Linked DNA regions of Ovis aries: region 2 is linked to region 1. A link is a contact called in public Hi-C data. All regions are on one chromosome and are shown on one strand. The core of a region is the stretch at or near the end of the contact, and the rest is flanking DNA. Distances in the headings are between cores, read along the strand shown. Region 1 holds the start of ARL1 (ADP ribosylation factor like GTPase 1). Region 2 holds the start of GNPTAB (N-acetylglucosamine-1-phosphate transferase subunits alpha and beta).

Evidence for each region. Hi-C and Micro-C count contacts between places; a contact is called where the count stands out from the background.
Region 2: a Hi-C map of liver shows a contact between it and region 1, with 2.5 times the contacts expected there. The contact joins the promoter of GNPTAB here to the promoter of ARL1 in region 1. A contact is called at or near these places in 6 of 16 Hi-C or Micro-C datasets (blood, hypothalamus, liver and 3 more).

Annotation. Positions count from the first base shown.
Region 1 is chr3:170,846,733-170,853,909 of ARS-UI_Ramb_v3.0, forward strand. It overlaps ARL1 (ADP ribosylation factor like GTPase 1), which reads right to left and starts at 4,456. Exons shown (of 6, transcript NM_001126367.3): 1 at 4,387-4,456; 2 at 2,060-2,197; 3 at 75-156. The coding sequence starts at 4,390.
Region 2 is chr3:171,216,424-171,223,600 of ARS-UI_Ramb_v3.0, forward strand. It overlaps GNPTAB (N-acetylglucosamine-1-phosphate transferase subunits alpha and beta), which reads right to left and starts at 3,464. Exons shown (of 21, transcript XM_042247144.1): 1 at 3,351-3,464.

The sequences.
Region 1 (7,177 bases), core at 3,206-5,705:
GGTTTATTGCTGTTAACCCTAAAAGAGCAATAAAGATCCCAATACTACAAAATGGTCTGGCCTTTATACCATACCTGATGCTTGTCTGTCCTCCCAAATCCCAGACTTGGAATTTAAGGTTCTTGTATGTTACTGTCTCAACATTAAATCCAATGGCTGGAAGAGAAAGCAAATTAATAGTATATGTAGACTAATACCTTCTGTCTTCAAAGTGTGCAGTCTGAGTTTCAGCAATTAGCAGTAATTGCTGAATCACATTATTAGTTCAAATATTATTCCATTTACGACAGTATGCTGTGCTATACATACACACACACACCACCCTCCCCCAATAAGCAAGATCAACCCCACTTTCAGGGTATATAAGAACCCCCAGCCACCTCTGCAATTAGATAATTTGCTCAATGGAAATCCTATTATGTTAAACGATGGCATACAAAAGTGTTCAGAAAGTTATACTTAGAAAGGACAGTTGTAAACGTATTACAAAAAATGGAATTTTGGTATGTAGCAAATAGGATAAAAGCCTAGATTCTAAACTTCAGTAAGGCACAGCAATGGCTGTATACCTCTTTATGGAAGCTGAGTTCGCTAAGGCAGGGAATTTCACAGACCTTCTGAAGACTTCCTCAAGAGCTCATCGACAGTAAGGTCACAGCTAGATGGTCAAAAGGGAAGAGTCTCAACCCCTTTCCCTGCCATCTTTCTTAGGTGGAGCTTGGCATCACATGCCTAAAGCAAGATACTATTACTTTCAATGAAAGGAATCCAGAGGAGCTGGAGAAGATGCTGAAAAAACTTAGAAGCTATACATATGAAAATTACTAAGATTTTATAAACTTAAAAAAAATCAAAGTAAGATGTAACTTACAGCTATAATTGGACAATTAATTTTTTAGATTTAAGTTTATACTGGTAAATGATGCTTAAGAGTATATATGGCAAGTATAAAAAAATTACTATAGCACATCTTGAGCGAAAAAGTAAAAAGCAAGTTCATGATGTCTCCCTTAGAATTAGGTAGCAGTGTAATCGCCATCTTCAACCTCAATTACAAATGTTGTTTATTTGCAGAAAGAATGTGGTATAAACCACATCTGCTAAAACGCAATCCACTGAGCTGTGGGTACCACAACGGCCACCATGACTCAACTGCAGCACAGATAGGAGATTTGAGAACCAAAAACCAAAGAAACTGAAATTTCTTGAATGCGGTAGCAAGAAGTAACAGATGACATGGTCCAAAAAGTTCTTTTGTAAAAGCTAGACTTTTCTTTTTTAATCTGGAAGTTTAAATAGTACTAAATAGAAATACCTTGAGTGACGGAGTAACTTAAAGACATTCTTGAACAAACTCTACGAACTATTAAACTTAGTTTAAGTATACTAATGATCAGGGTAAAAAAATGAAAATAGTATAAGTAACAGAACAGTCTTCTTATGTAGTAAATTAGTACTACTAAAGAATATTTTTCTAAGATATCAATTGATTTAAAGGTGTCACTTCTCTTGATATTTTTAAGTTCCAGATTAATTCAACACTCAGTTTCTTCAACTCAGATCTTTAAAAATAATCAATAGGATTACTAAAAAAAAAAACAAAAACCTAATCTTAATCAAATAATAACAAGTACAGAAAAAAAAAAACACTGCACATGTAATAGTATAACTTAGTATCGACATACTGATAATTCTTTACTCAGATTTACGAATTATTTTATATACTTGATTCATTTTCCCTATTCATTGGCTTTATTTTCAAAGCGAATGAATATTTATTATCTTCATTTTATCAATAAAGATACTGGCTCTCAATGATATTATGTGGCTTAACTCTACCCAACTTTTAAAACAGCTCTAAACAGCAGAACCCAGCCATGGACAGGGGTTCATAAATTACACCAAGCTGTCCATAAATATATGAAAAAAAAGTTATCAATATTATGCTCATAGAAGTCTATAAATCTTATTAATTACATTACATATGTATTCAGAAATAGAGTTTTTTTCAATGGAAAACAAAAGTCCCTATCCTATAATTAATCATACCAACACTTACTAGGAATAGTAGTCACGACTTCTCCAACCTGTAATCTGTACAAAATTGTAGTTTTTCCTGCTCCATCTAATCCCAAAATTAAAATCCTCATTTCCCGAGTTCCAAACAGACTGGAAAAAATGCTTGAGAAAAAGCCACCTTAGAAAATAACAAAAATGTATTTCAATATTATTTCAAGAACTAGATCCACAAAACATTTAATCTTGTTCTTTAAAAGCTATACTAAATTCAATAACATTGTAGTATTTTCCTCCATTCATAGGAACACTGCTTCCAATGAAATACATCATTTAACATCAAACTAGTAATTACTGATTGTTACAATGTCCTGGATACTATGTTAGGCAGGCTCAGAAGATATAGGCAAAAAATAAGAGAAATATGACTCCCCTCATGTAGCTCACTTTCTAAACTAGAGAATATGGATAGCTTAACATGATATCCTCATTATCCCTAGAAATTAAAGGGCAAATTAGAATGATAGTGGGACAATGAAGTCCTTGAACATGAAAAGCAATTATTATTGTTGTACAACAGTAGTACCGTAAGTACCTTCAATCACTTAGAATTCTCCATAAGGAATGTAACTTGCAAAGAAATTGAGACAGAAGCCAAAAATAACAAAAATTATTTTTGATGAAAACATTTTAAAAATTAGTAATAAAGCTACATTCAACATATCATGAACTATTACCAGAAAGCTTCCTATACACAAGGTACTGTGTAATATAAAAGCACTTGTGAACAGAGAATAGAATGGTGGTTACCAGATGCTGGGAGAGTGGGGAAAATCAGACAGTGTTAGTCAAAGGGTATACACTTTCATTAGAAGATACGTTCTGGAGATCTAATGTACATCACGGTAACTATATTTAATTAATAACATATTGTACCCTTGAAATTTGCTAAGACAGCAGATCTCAAAGTGTTCTCATCACACACACAAAAAGGGTAACTGTAAGGTGATGGACATGTTAATCTGCTTGAATGTGGTAATTATTTCACAATGTATATATATATCAAAATATCATGCTGTACACCTTAAATATACTCAATTTTTGTCATTCATACCTCAATACAGCTGAAAAAAAGTTAAAATTTAAAATCATCCTCTGTGTCAGCAGGGCCTCCCAGTAATAGATTAAATTGTTGATGTGTGTTTAAATAAAATAACCCCTAAAATCTTAGTGACGGAGGTGGAAATTCAGAATCTTTATCATTTCTACAATCAAACAAGATGCTCTTTTAAAATAAGTTCTTTCTTTAATGATTACCCCTCCCCACCCAATAAAAGCACTCTGGCCCTTTCTTACCAAAAGACATTTGAAAAGATTAGAAAAAAGTTACACTGACAATATAAAAAACTTGACAACAGAAACGATGCTCACAAACAACACCTGGTTATTTTACAAAGAAATGACAAAATTTTAAACTACAAGTCTGGAAAAATGAATCCACCATGGGCTAGAGAACCCTGAAAGTTTGTAACATAAGCAGTGTGACTTGACAAAATCCTTTCTCACAGGTTAAAAAGAGGCAGTAGGAAAAAAACTTAAAGGGTTATGCAAAAAGACAAGGCAGTACTTCTGATGTTTCAGAGCAAGATGGAAACTCCCCAGAAAATAGCTGAGGTATTTAAATAACCCAAAGAATTTGCATCACTTGGAGAGTTGTGAACAAGTTAAAAAATCTGCACCTTCATTTGGGCTCCATTGGGGAGCGAAGCTCTATCTGATGCTTTTGACGACAATGTAGCTCTCTCAATTAGCACTCCAAAAATTGGGTTTAAAACGTCATCACTGACCAGTAATACCTTCCCTGCCCACTTCCCCCGCCACATTCCTCTTACAGAAAAAGTTACAGGCAAGCAGATAAATGCCGTGTTGGCAATAAAACATTACGAGCAACACCTTTTGGATTTTAAACTGACGCTGTCCCAGCGACCAGGGAGACAGTATCAAGCTGCCACTACAAGGTCAGAGCTCATCTTTCACCCAAGAAACCTTAGCGAACTTGCGACTGACATGTTGCCAAGTTCGCAGACCAACTCCGTCCAGCAAGCGGCACTGGGTCCGAGGAGGTAAGGGAAAAGTTCACCGACCCACGGTGACCCAACCCTGACGCCGCGGGGAGACAGGAAGCGAAGGTTCGAGGCAGAGTCCACGCACACTAGTGAAGAGCCAAGGTGACCGAAGTCCTCAGCAACCAGCTCCCTGAGACGCTGGCTGGGCTTCCCAGGCCTGCCCCTCTGTTCCTCCTCTCCCCAACCCCAGCCCCCTCGGCCTCGGCCTCTCAGTGCGCCCAGGCTCCCTTCTCAGATCTCTCACCCATGATGAACCGCCTGTCCGCCCTCGTCCACTGTCAGAGACCGGCCCCGACCTCGGCAGCGACTCCTATTCGAGTCTCGGCGCCGCCACCTCCCCTCGCCTAGGCCTGCGCTCCGGCACCGGCTCGGACTCTTGGCTCCCAGACAGTTTCTTTGGAAGCTGGGTCAGCCAGCAACTTCCACGTCGGACCTCCCGGCAGGGGCGGGAGCGAGGGCCGCCGCGACTGCGCGCTGGAAACCGAGGCCTGAGCGTCCGCGTCGTCGCTTTCGACGCAATCCCCGGAAAACGTGGTGTAGATATTGTGGGAGTCACGAGAGGAAAAAAAAGATTCAAGGACTCCGAGTTGCTCTTGCTTCTGTTTTCTTGGAAAAGAAGTGATTCCGAAGTAGAGAAATTAGAATTTTCATTTTAACTTCTGACACCAAGAAGTGACGAATCCGCCAACCAGGGATGCGCGTCGGGCCTGGATGCGGCTGTCTGACTGGGCGCGGGCGCAGGTTGCGGCGTCGCAGAAATTCCTGGTCCAGAAGCACCCTACGGAGTTTACCTGATTTTCCCCGGTTCCTTTCTCGGATCAGGAAATAGAACTACATAGTAATGATAGGAAGAGCCCTGCGCCACCATTGCGGAGCAGCCTTACAGTGAGGCGGCTATTGAGATTTTAGGCGTCGCAGTGGTCTGTAGGGTCAGCGTTAGAGCCCCTCCTTTCTTCCACCTGTACCTTTCCTGATACTAAAGTCATTACTCTAGGAAAGGTATGTATTTTTAGGGCACAGTCATTTTTCACAATGCAGTCCTTGTTAATATTTTATTATCCTGTTAATATGTTAATAACCTTGTTAATGTTGACCTGGTATTGCAGTCCCTGGTTACTACAAAGGAACATTTGAGGAAGCGGAAGTATAGTAGCACGATAGAATTAAAGCTAGATACTTAGATTGTACGTCAGTGGAATTTTATTCTTGAGACAAGCGTGTAGAGTTGACGTGACCTCTTTCAAATTTTTGTTCAGATTTTATTTAAAATTGCAACCTACCCTACATCCGCCTTATCCTGATTTTTAGTAGAACTTACCAGTTAACATAATTTACTTACTTATTATGCCTATCTGTCTACTTTCTCTCACTAGACTGTTACATCTATGAATGCAAGTATTTTTTATTTTGTTTGCTCTTTTGTTCTTATAATTGGGCACTAAACAAATAGCTGTTGAGACAATGTGTTGAATTACAAGTTTTTAAGACCAATTACATAAGCATTAGTTAACTTAAAACATATGCAACATTATTAAATTTGTTTCCTAAAATAGGCATATGTAAACCACCTGTCCTAATTTGATGAGGCCAAACCGTCTTCTAGAAAGTTATGTTTGAAGAGAAACCACCAGATGGTGGTATTGCCTCAGGCCAATTCTCAGCGGAATGAGATCAGTTGGTCTAATTGATTTAATCCCTTTCAAATGTTATGGTACAATAATAATATGTTAAATTTTAAAATGTGAACACTTTAATACAGTCCAAGCAAGGAAAACAATTCCAAAATTCTTTTGACTGTAAAGCCACAATTAGATGGAGTAAGTTTAAAATGTTAAAGCTAGAAGGAACTTCAATTCCACCTATCTCAGTCACAGATGAAGTGGAAAAGAGCTAAGCGATAGAGCTAGGACATCTACTGTGATCATTTAACTTCCAGACCTAAAGTAACTACGTTATGATGCCTTCTGTAACCGTACGTTTGGTAAATTGATTTGCAAACTACCATACTGTAGTTTTCTCTAGTTTCCGAAGTTAGAAACTTAAGATTTAAGTGGGTTCCATTGCTAGTGAAAGTTACATTCTTTGCTTAGATTTTATTCCAAGCAGAATAAATTCCAAGCAGAATGAAGCAGAACCTATGAAATATAATAAATATAAAAGTATAGTAAATATAAGCTTCAGAAGGGCTTTTCACACTGTGCATTTATAATTGTTTTTTAAACTAAGCAACATTTTGAAATCATAACTAGATGTGTGATTTTCACACATATGTGTTACATCTCAGATGTTTCTTTGCAATAATATGTACTTTGTCAGAGAATTTCTCGTTAGACTATGTGGTCTTTTTTTTAATTGAGAAATCATTCACATACAATAGTATCATTTTTTAAGTGTTCAATTCAGTGGTTTTTCATATATTCATGAAGTTTGCAGCTATTACCACTATCAAATCCCAGAATATTTTCATCACCCCAAACAGAAATTCTATACCCATTAAGCAATAACTCCCCCACTGCTCCCCCCAAGGAAACTGCCCTGGTTGCTTCCCTCAAACCAACATTTGAGGGTTCTTATTTCACCACTTCCTCACCAACACTTATTTTTTACTTTTAACTTATAGCCATCCTATAGGTATGGAATGATATCTCATGGTGGATTTGGTTTGAATTTTCCTGGTGGCTAGTGATGTTAAACATCTTTTCATGTGCTTATTGGCTATGTGTTTATCTTCTTTGGAGAGATGTCTACTCAAATCCCTTACCTATTTTTTAATGAATTATTTGTCATCTTATTGTTGAGTTGTAGAAGTTCTCTATACATTTTGGAAACTAGATCTTTATCAAATACATGATTCACAAGTACTTTCTCCAGTTCTGTGAATTGTGTTTTCCCTTTGTTGATAGTATCCTTTAATGCACAAACTTAAAATCTGATGAAGCCCTATTTATGTATTTTTATTTTTTGGCTTGCGCTCTTTGTGTCATATCTAAAAAAAATATTGCCTAATCCAGGCTCACATCGATTTACACCCATAT
Region 2 (7,177 bases), core at 2,214-4,713, 370 kb after region 1:
CTGCCACACCTCTGTAATCACACTTCACATCTCTCCTTCCCTTCAGACTGATCTGTCTATCAAGTCTCAGGAACTGCAGACATTCGCTTACTTTCTCTCCCTTCTGCATCCGGTGTAAATACTCCTCTTGTAGGGGCTACACTGGTGAATTCACTGTCAGTTTCGGAGACTACTAACAATTGCCCAGAAAGACTCCCTTTTGCTATTGATTTCAGCTGTTGTCTTCTTACTCCTGGGATATTTTTCTTATGTCGAACCACTACTTACGTCTTCCCACTAACTGGACAGGAACATGCACCCTGGTATATCTGGCCCCAGATATTTCTATTGCTCCTAACAATAAGACCCTTCCTATCCCACTAACTCATAACTGACCCAGACGGGCAATTCAATTCATTCCTCTATTAATTGGTTTAGGAATAGCCGCTGGGATTGGGACAGGGACTGCAGGACACACAACCTCTTTTAATTACTATCAAAGCCTTTCTAAAGACCTCACTGACAGCCTAGAAGAAATAGTTAACAGCCTTATCACTATCCAAAACCAGCTAGATTCCCTGGTAGCCATGGTCCTCCAAAACAGAAGAGGATTAGACCTCCTCACAGCAGAAAAACGAGGCCTATGCCTATTTTTGGACTTCCCTGGAGGCTCAGACGGTAAAGCGTCTGTCTACAATGTGGGAGACCTGGGTTCGATCCCTGAGTCGGGAAGATCCTTTGGAGAAGAAAATGGCAATCCACTCCAGTACTAATGCCTGGAAAATCCCATGGACAGAGGAGCCTAGTAGGCTATAGTCCATGGGGTCACAAAGAGTCAGACATGACTGAGTGACTTCACTCACTATGCCTATTTTTGGAGGAAGCCTGCTGTTTCTCCACCAATAAATCAGGTGTTGTAAAAGAAGCAGCAAGAAATCTGACAAACAGGGCCTCGAGAATATGCCAACACTTCAGTAATTCATGGGAAAACTGGGTAAGCAATCGGAATTGGATGCCCTGGGTCCTACCTTTTCTAGGCCCTCTCCTACTTACCCTTATTCTAACTTTCAGCCCATGTTTAATGCATCTTTTTTCAAAATTTCTTCAGGACCACTTACAAGCCTTCACCAACTATCCACGAACTACGACCCCACAGAAATCCCCTTGACCCGCATTCCAGCCTTTTCTTACCTTACCCCCAGGAAGCCCCTGTCCCTCAGGAAGCAGTTACAGATGACTGACCTTCAGCCCTTATCCTAAATCAAAAGGCTGGAATGATAGGGCCTACATGGGGTCTCATTGATAAGATGGCTCTTTATGTCGACCTTGCAAACAAAGGATAAAATCACAGTGATCTGTGGGACTAACCAAACTGCCCAAATGGCATCCCGTTATCTCACTGGCGCTTATCTTCTCAAAGCTGCAAGACCACCAGATTCCAGACCTCCGGCTACGTGACCATCCCTCAGACTTTTTCATTGGTGGGGTATAAGGACTCTGTCAGAAAGGGAGAATGCTGGTTTTCCTTAAGTGCCAGTCACCCTCTCTTTTCCTGCTAATAAATTTCCTTTTCTTGCCTGACTGCCCAACTCGCTCTCTTTTTCTCTGCACTTGCCTTACAAATCTTCTATCAGCAATAGGACATAACCAGGTACACATATCATCACTGTATTAAAGTGTAATACATGAAACAAAATAGGAACAGCAGGTGGTATAATATTAAGTACATATTTCACACTTAGAGGTCTGGGTCGCTTTCTCAATCCTTACTTAATAAGACTTATTTTCATCAGCCCCTAGACCAAGAACTACTAAAACTGGAAACTTGAAAATTGTCCCATATAATTTATTCATTCATCAGACAAATATTTAGACTGTATACTCTGGCATTACCTGACACAGCACCTGGTCACAGTGGTTAAAGACAGCGCCCTCTCTTATGGAGCCCAGAATCCATCATGAGTCGACTTCATGCTGGAAATGTATATATATTCTGTGTACATAGCAAATGTATAATGTGGGATTTCTGAACAGCACTCTGTTCATTTTATAACGTTTTGCAACCTCTTACCCACCCACTCACCCCCCAAAATACATATATATATTAAAACAAAGAGATGGATTTATAACAACCTGAAAACACAACTGTCTTCCAGTTGCTACGGCCACATTTTAAAATGAGGTGTTCTCTAAAATCACATCCAGGTACACTTTCAGTTCTCACCTACTCCTAGTCTCCTACACATTTGTTTACTACGAAGAATACCATATTGGATGGTCAATTGTGAAATAACTATGCAACCTCAACCAAAGGGCTGTTTCACTCAAGAAAATGTTTAAAGTCCATATCCAGAGGGGCACAAAAGCTATTAAACCTGGGTGTTTCCATCTGCCAAACCTGTTGCTTGGACCCTCTGGGGTTTACAGTCATCCCGAGTTACTCTAAGCATTATCAACTATGAGCAGATTAGGAAAGGTTGGGCTAGTGCGATCCGGAATCTAAGTTATTAGCATATCCCATGACCTGAAGGCTTGTGCTGGTTCCCAAGAGATCGGGCGCTGGAGTCCAAGATGGTTAAGGGCGTCACGGTCACATGAAGGGGCCCTGGCCTCAGCTATCTCATTATAGAGAAGAGCAGGAGCTGTCAGGGGCGCTCCCACACCAGTGTATGTACACCTACCAGTACAGCCTCTAATAAGAGAGCAAAAATGTAAGGAAAAAAAACAAAAACAACAAAACCTTTCACATGTAAGTCCTTTAAATATGGGGCCAGTACACTCTGCCCATAGCAAATTCTCGGGCCAAGAAAACACCCCTCTTGGACAAAGTTTTGACATCCGGGAAGAAACGGGATTAAGAATATAAAGCGCCTCTGTAAAGGGAAAAGGTTACAAGGGAGACACTAGAGGAGGAAGCCGCAGGAGGGGCAAGGACTGAGAATTCGGTGAAATTTAGGAACTCTGGGTCCCGGGAGGGGGGCTGCGTGCACAACAAGGCCTTAGGGAGAAAGTCAAATGACTCGGGGACCCTGCTGAAGGCACCTGGAGGGAAAAGGATTCCGCAGAAGGAGCGCGGATCTCCCAAACCGTCGGGAGGCGAGATCTGGACCCCAGATGCTGAAGCCGCAGCCCGGAGAGGAGCTGTCTGAGTTGGCGGCGCCCCCGAGGGAAGGGCAGGCGCTGGGCTCATCTCTGTGTCTGCAGGGAGGATGGGGAGGCAAGAGTGCAGCGCGCCGGGGCCGGGACACCGCGCGGTCTTGCCAGTCCAGGGAGCCCTGGCAAGGGCTCCCGCACCGCTACTCACCTCTCCGAACTGGAAGGCGGAGACGATGGTGACAACGACGCCCACGAAACAGACGTAGAGCCCATACCTGTGGGACAGGCAGGTATAGGTCTGTCTCTGCAAGAGCTTGAGCAGCATCACCCCGGCCGCCGCCACGCCGCGCCGCGCCCGGGGAGTCGGAGACGCCGCCGCTGCCGCCTCAAAGAGCCGCCATTCCGCGGCCCCCGCAGGGCCGCCGCGCTCAGGTCACAGCCTCCGGCCGCCGCGCATTGCCGCTCCGGGGACCGACGCCCGCTCGGCTCCACGCCGCGGCCGCCGCTTCCGGGAGCCAGGAACCCACGCCCTCCTAGCGGCGAAGGCGGTCGCGCGGCCCCCAAGGCAGCCGGCGCCGCCCCAGTCTAGCAGGGCTAGAGACGGCGGCGACGGCGGCGGCGGCGGCGGCGGCGAACGGGCCGGCAGCGCCACCTGGAGGGCGGAGGGGCGGAGGACAAGCGCGAGCCCCCGTGACTGCGCGTGCGCGGTGCGCTCTTCTGGCCTGGCAGGGATCCTTGAAACTGAGTTGTGCCGGCGACTGGACAGTGCTGTAAGGAGGCCGTGCCCCAGACAGTGCTGCACTGGCACCAGTGTTTTTATGCACAAAACCCTTCCTGCATTTACAATGATTGGCAAATCATGGTTTTTCACAACGCTAGGAGGAGACGCTGTTATGGATCTCTTTTCCCCTCCCGCTATCTAACCATATTGTTGAAAGAGGAATTTGGAGGACTTAGTTCAGTTCAGTCGCTCAGTTGTGTCCGACTCTGTGACCCCATGAACTGCAGCATGCCAGGCCTCCCTGTCCATCATCAACTCCCGGAGTCCACCCAAACCCATGTCCATCGAGTTGGTGATGCCATCCAACCATCTCATTCTCTGTCGTCCCCTTCTCCTCCTGCCCTCAATCTTTCCCAGCATCAGGGTCTTTTCCAATGAGTCAGCTCTTCACATTAGGTGGCCAAAGTATTGAAGTGTCAGCTTCAACACCAGTCCTTCCAATGAACACCTAGGACAGATCTCCTTTAGGATGGACTGGTTGGATCTCCTTGCAGTCCAAGGGACTCTCAAGAGCCTTCTCCAACACCACTAAATGCGCTAAAAATGAAATCCATTCATTCACCTATTTATTAAATATGTATTTAGTGTCCAGTGTCTGGCAGGGTGCTTGATGTCAGGTATTCCAAAATGAACTAGAGGGAATTCCCTGGCTGTCCGGTGATTAGGACTCCTTCCTTCCACTGCAGTGGCCTAGGTCTACGTCCCTGGTCGGAAAACTAAGATCTCCCAGGCCCCCTTGTTGTTGTTGTTCAGGCAGGGCCAAAAAAACAGTCGGAAATGAACTAGATCTGGCCATTGTTCCCAGAGAGAGTCTAGTTGGGAAGATAAACACAGAAACCACTAAATACTATTTAAAAAAAAAAAAAAAAAGTTGTTACAGCAGACGTTGTGCCATGTATTGGATGGGAACCCATACAAAGGAGGTCAGTTATTTCTACTTTGGCCCCAGATGATTTTTAAGAGGGCCTTCAGGTAGAAGAGGGGGTGTGGAGATTATCCATGCGTGCATGCTCAGTCGTGTCTGACTCCTTGCAACCCCACAGACTGTAACCCACCATGCTCCTCTGTCCCTGGTATTTCCCAGGCAAGAATACTGGAGTAGGTTGCCATTTCCTACTCCAGGGGATCTTCCCGACCCAGAAATTGAACCCGAGTCTCCTGTGGCTCATGCGTTGCCAGGTGGATTCTTCACCACTGAGCCACCTGGGAAGCCTGTGGACAGTGTTGCTGTTGTTCAGTCGCTCAGTCGTGTCCAGTTCTTTTCACCCCCATGGAATGCAGCACGCCAGGTTTCCCTGTCCTTCACCACCTTACGCAGTTTGCTCACTCATGTCCATTGATGCTGTGCAACCATCTCATCCTCTGTTGTCCCCTTCTCCTCCTGCCTTCAATCTTTCCCAGCATCAGGGTCTCTTCCAATGAGTCAGCTCTTTGCATCAGGTGGCCAAAGTATTGGAGCTTCAACTTCAGCATCAGTCCTTCCAATAAATATTCAGGGTTGATTTCCTTTAGGGTTGACTGGATAAAACCAGAGGACTTAAGTCTCAAGGGGTTTGCAACAACAATATTTCCTATCAGGACACACAGTTTTCTCTTTCAACATTTTATTAACACCCCTGGTGTCTCTTTTGGTGAGGTTGCAAGAAATTGAGCTTGTCTGCCGAGACAGTTCTCATCCACTATCTGCCAACCATAGGAGCACCTAGGGCCCAGCCTGGGCCTGGGCCTAGAAAGTGTGTTTCATTCAGAGAGAAAATATTAGCTGCTCTCTGGTTCGAAGAGGTGAACAACATTCTTCAATTAACTGTATCAGCGCTAAAGCCAATGATCCATCTCCATCTGTCTGTATCTTACACTATATTCTCAATGAGTTTGAAACTCAGGAGACAAGAATGCTTTAAGTGTTGGGCACCTAAACACCATCTATCTCTGAGTCACCTTTTGCTCAGTCTTGATGAAAAATGAACAACCAAAGTAAACAGTCCTGCACAATGAAGAGCCTCTTGCCCTGGGCTTGCAAACTATAAACCTCGAATATGGATATGGTGTACTTGGAAGGCATACTTTGAGCTTGATAAGAAAATGACCCTAAACAGAGAGCTTTAACTAGTTGATTTAAGCAAAGTTGAAATAACTCCTGATATGTCTATATTTAGCTTAGTCCTTGCTTTACTCAAGGTAAAAAGATAAAAATGTTAACATTATGAAATACTTGTACTTTTCAGCTTTAGGCTTGAAAAGCTTGCTTGTTGTCGGAAAACATACTTTAATTTTGTCCCCTGCTTCTTCCTTTCAAGATAAACATTGTGCGCTCATAAAACACAAGTCTATTGTAAGTGACCTCATGCCTTCCGTTTTTTTTTTTTCTGAAAAAGAAAGCCAAGACAGCTTTTATTTATTTTTGCAAAATAATAACTAAAGCAAATTATTAAGAAATTTCATTGCTTCTGATAGAATTCCAAGAGCCAAAACATAACATGGCCCACTGCTTATTTTTTTGTGAATGCAAATATATCATGTATATATAAACAAATACACATAGTTATCACATAAGTGGGGCTTCCCTGGTGGCTCAGGTGGTAAAGAATCTGCCTGCAATGCAGGAGACGTGGATTCAATCCCTGCATTGGGAAGATCCCCTGGAGAAAAGAATGGCAACCCACTCTAGTATTCTTGCCTGGAAAATCCCATGGACAAAGGAGCCTGGTGGGCTACAGGGTCGCAAAGGGTCGGACATGACAGTGACTAGCACACACACACATCTCTGCAATATAGACATCATAAAGGCAGGAGACTGGCCTATCTTATTCATAACTATATCCCTACCCTTAGCATTCCCTATGTGGCTCAGACGGTAAAGAATCTGTCTGCAATGCAGAAGGGTCACAAAGAGTTGGACACGACTGAGCGACTTCACTTTCACTTTTCACTTTCATGCATTGGAGAAGGAAATGGCAACCCACTCCAGTGTTCTTGCCTGGAGAATCCCAGGGACAGGGGAGCCTGGTGGGCTGCCATCTATGGGGTTGCACAGAGCTGGACATGACTGAAGCGACTTAGCAGCAGCAGCAGCTAGGTCTCTAAATCTCTGTCATGTTTATTGTTATTTACTCTTTGTTTGTGTCATTTTGTATGTTACTTTGTACTGTCTCAACTTTTTGCTAAATATTTTTTCCCTTATGCTTTGGCTCATTCTCTCTATTTTTGTGTGGTCTTATATTTCATTGATTTGTGCCTTTATCTTTGCAATTTCCTTTCCTCTTATTCTCTTAATTTACTACCTTGCTCTTTTTTTTTTCCTTCAGGACACACCAGTGGGGC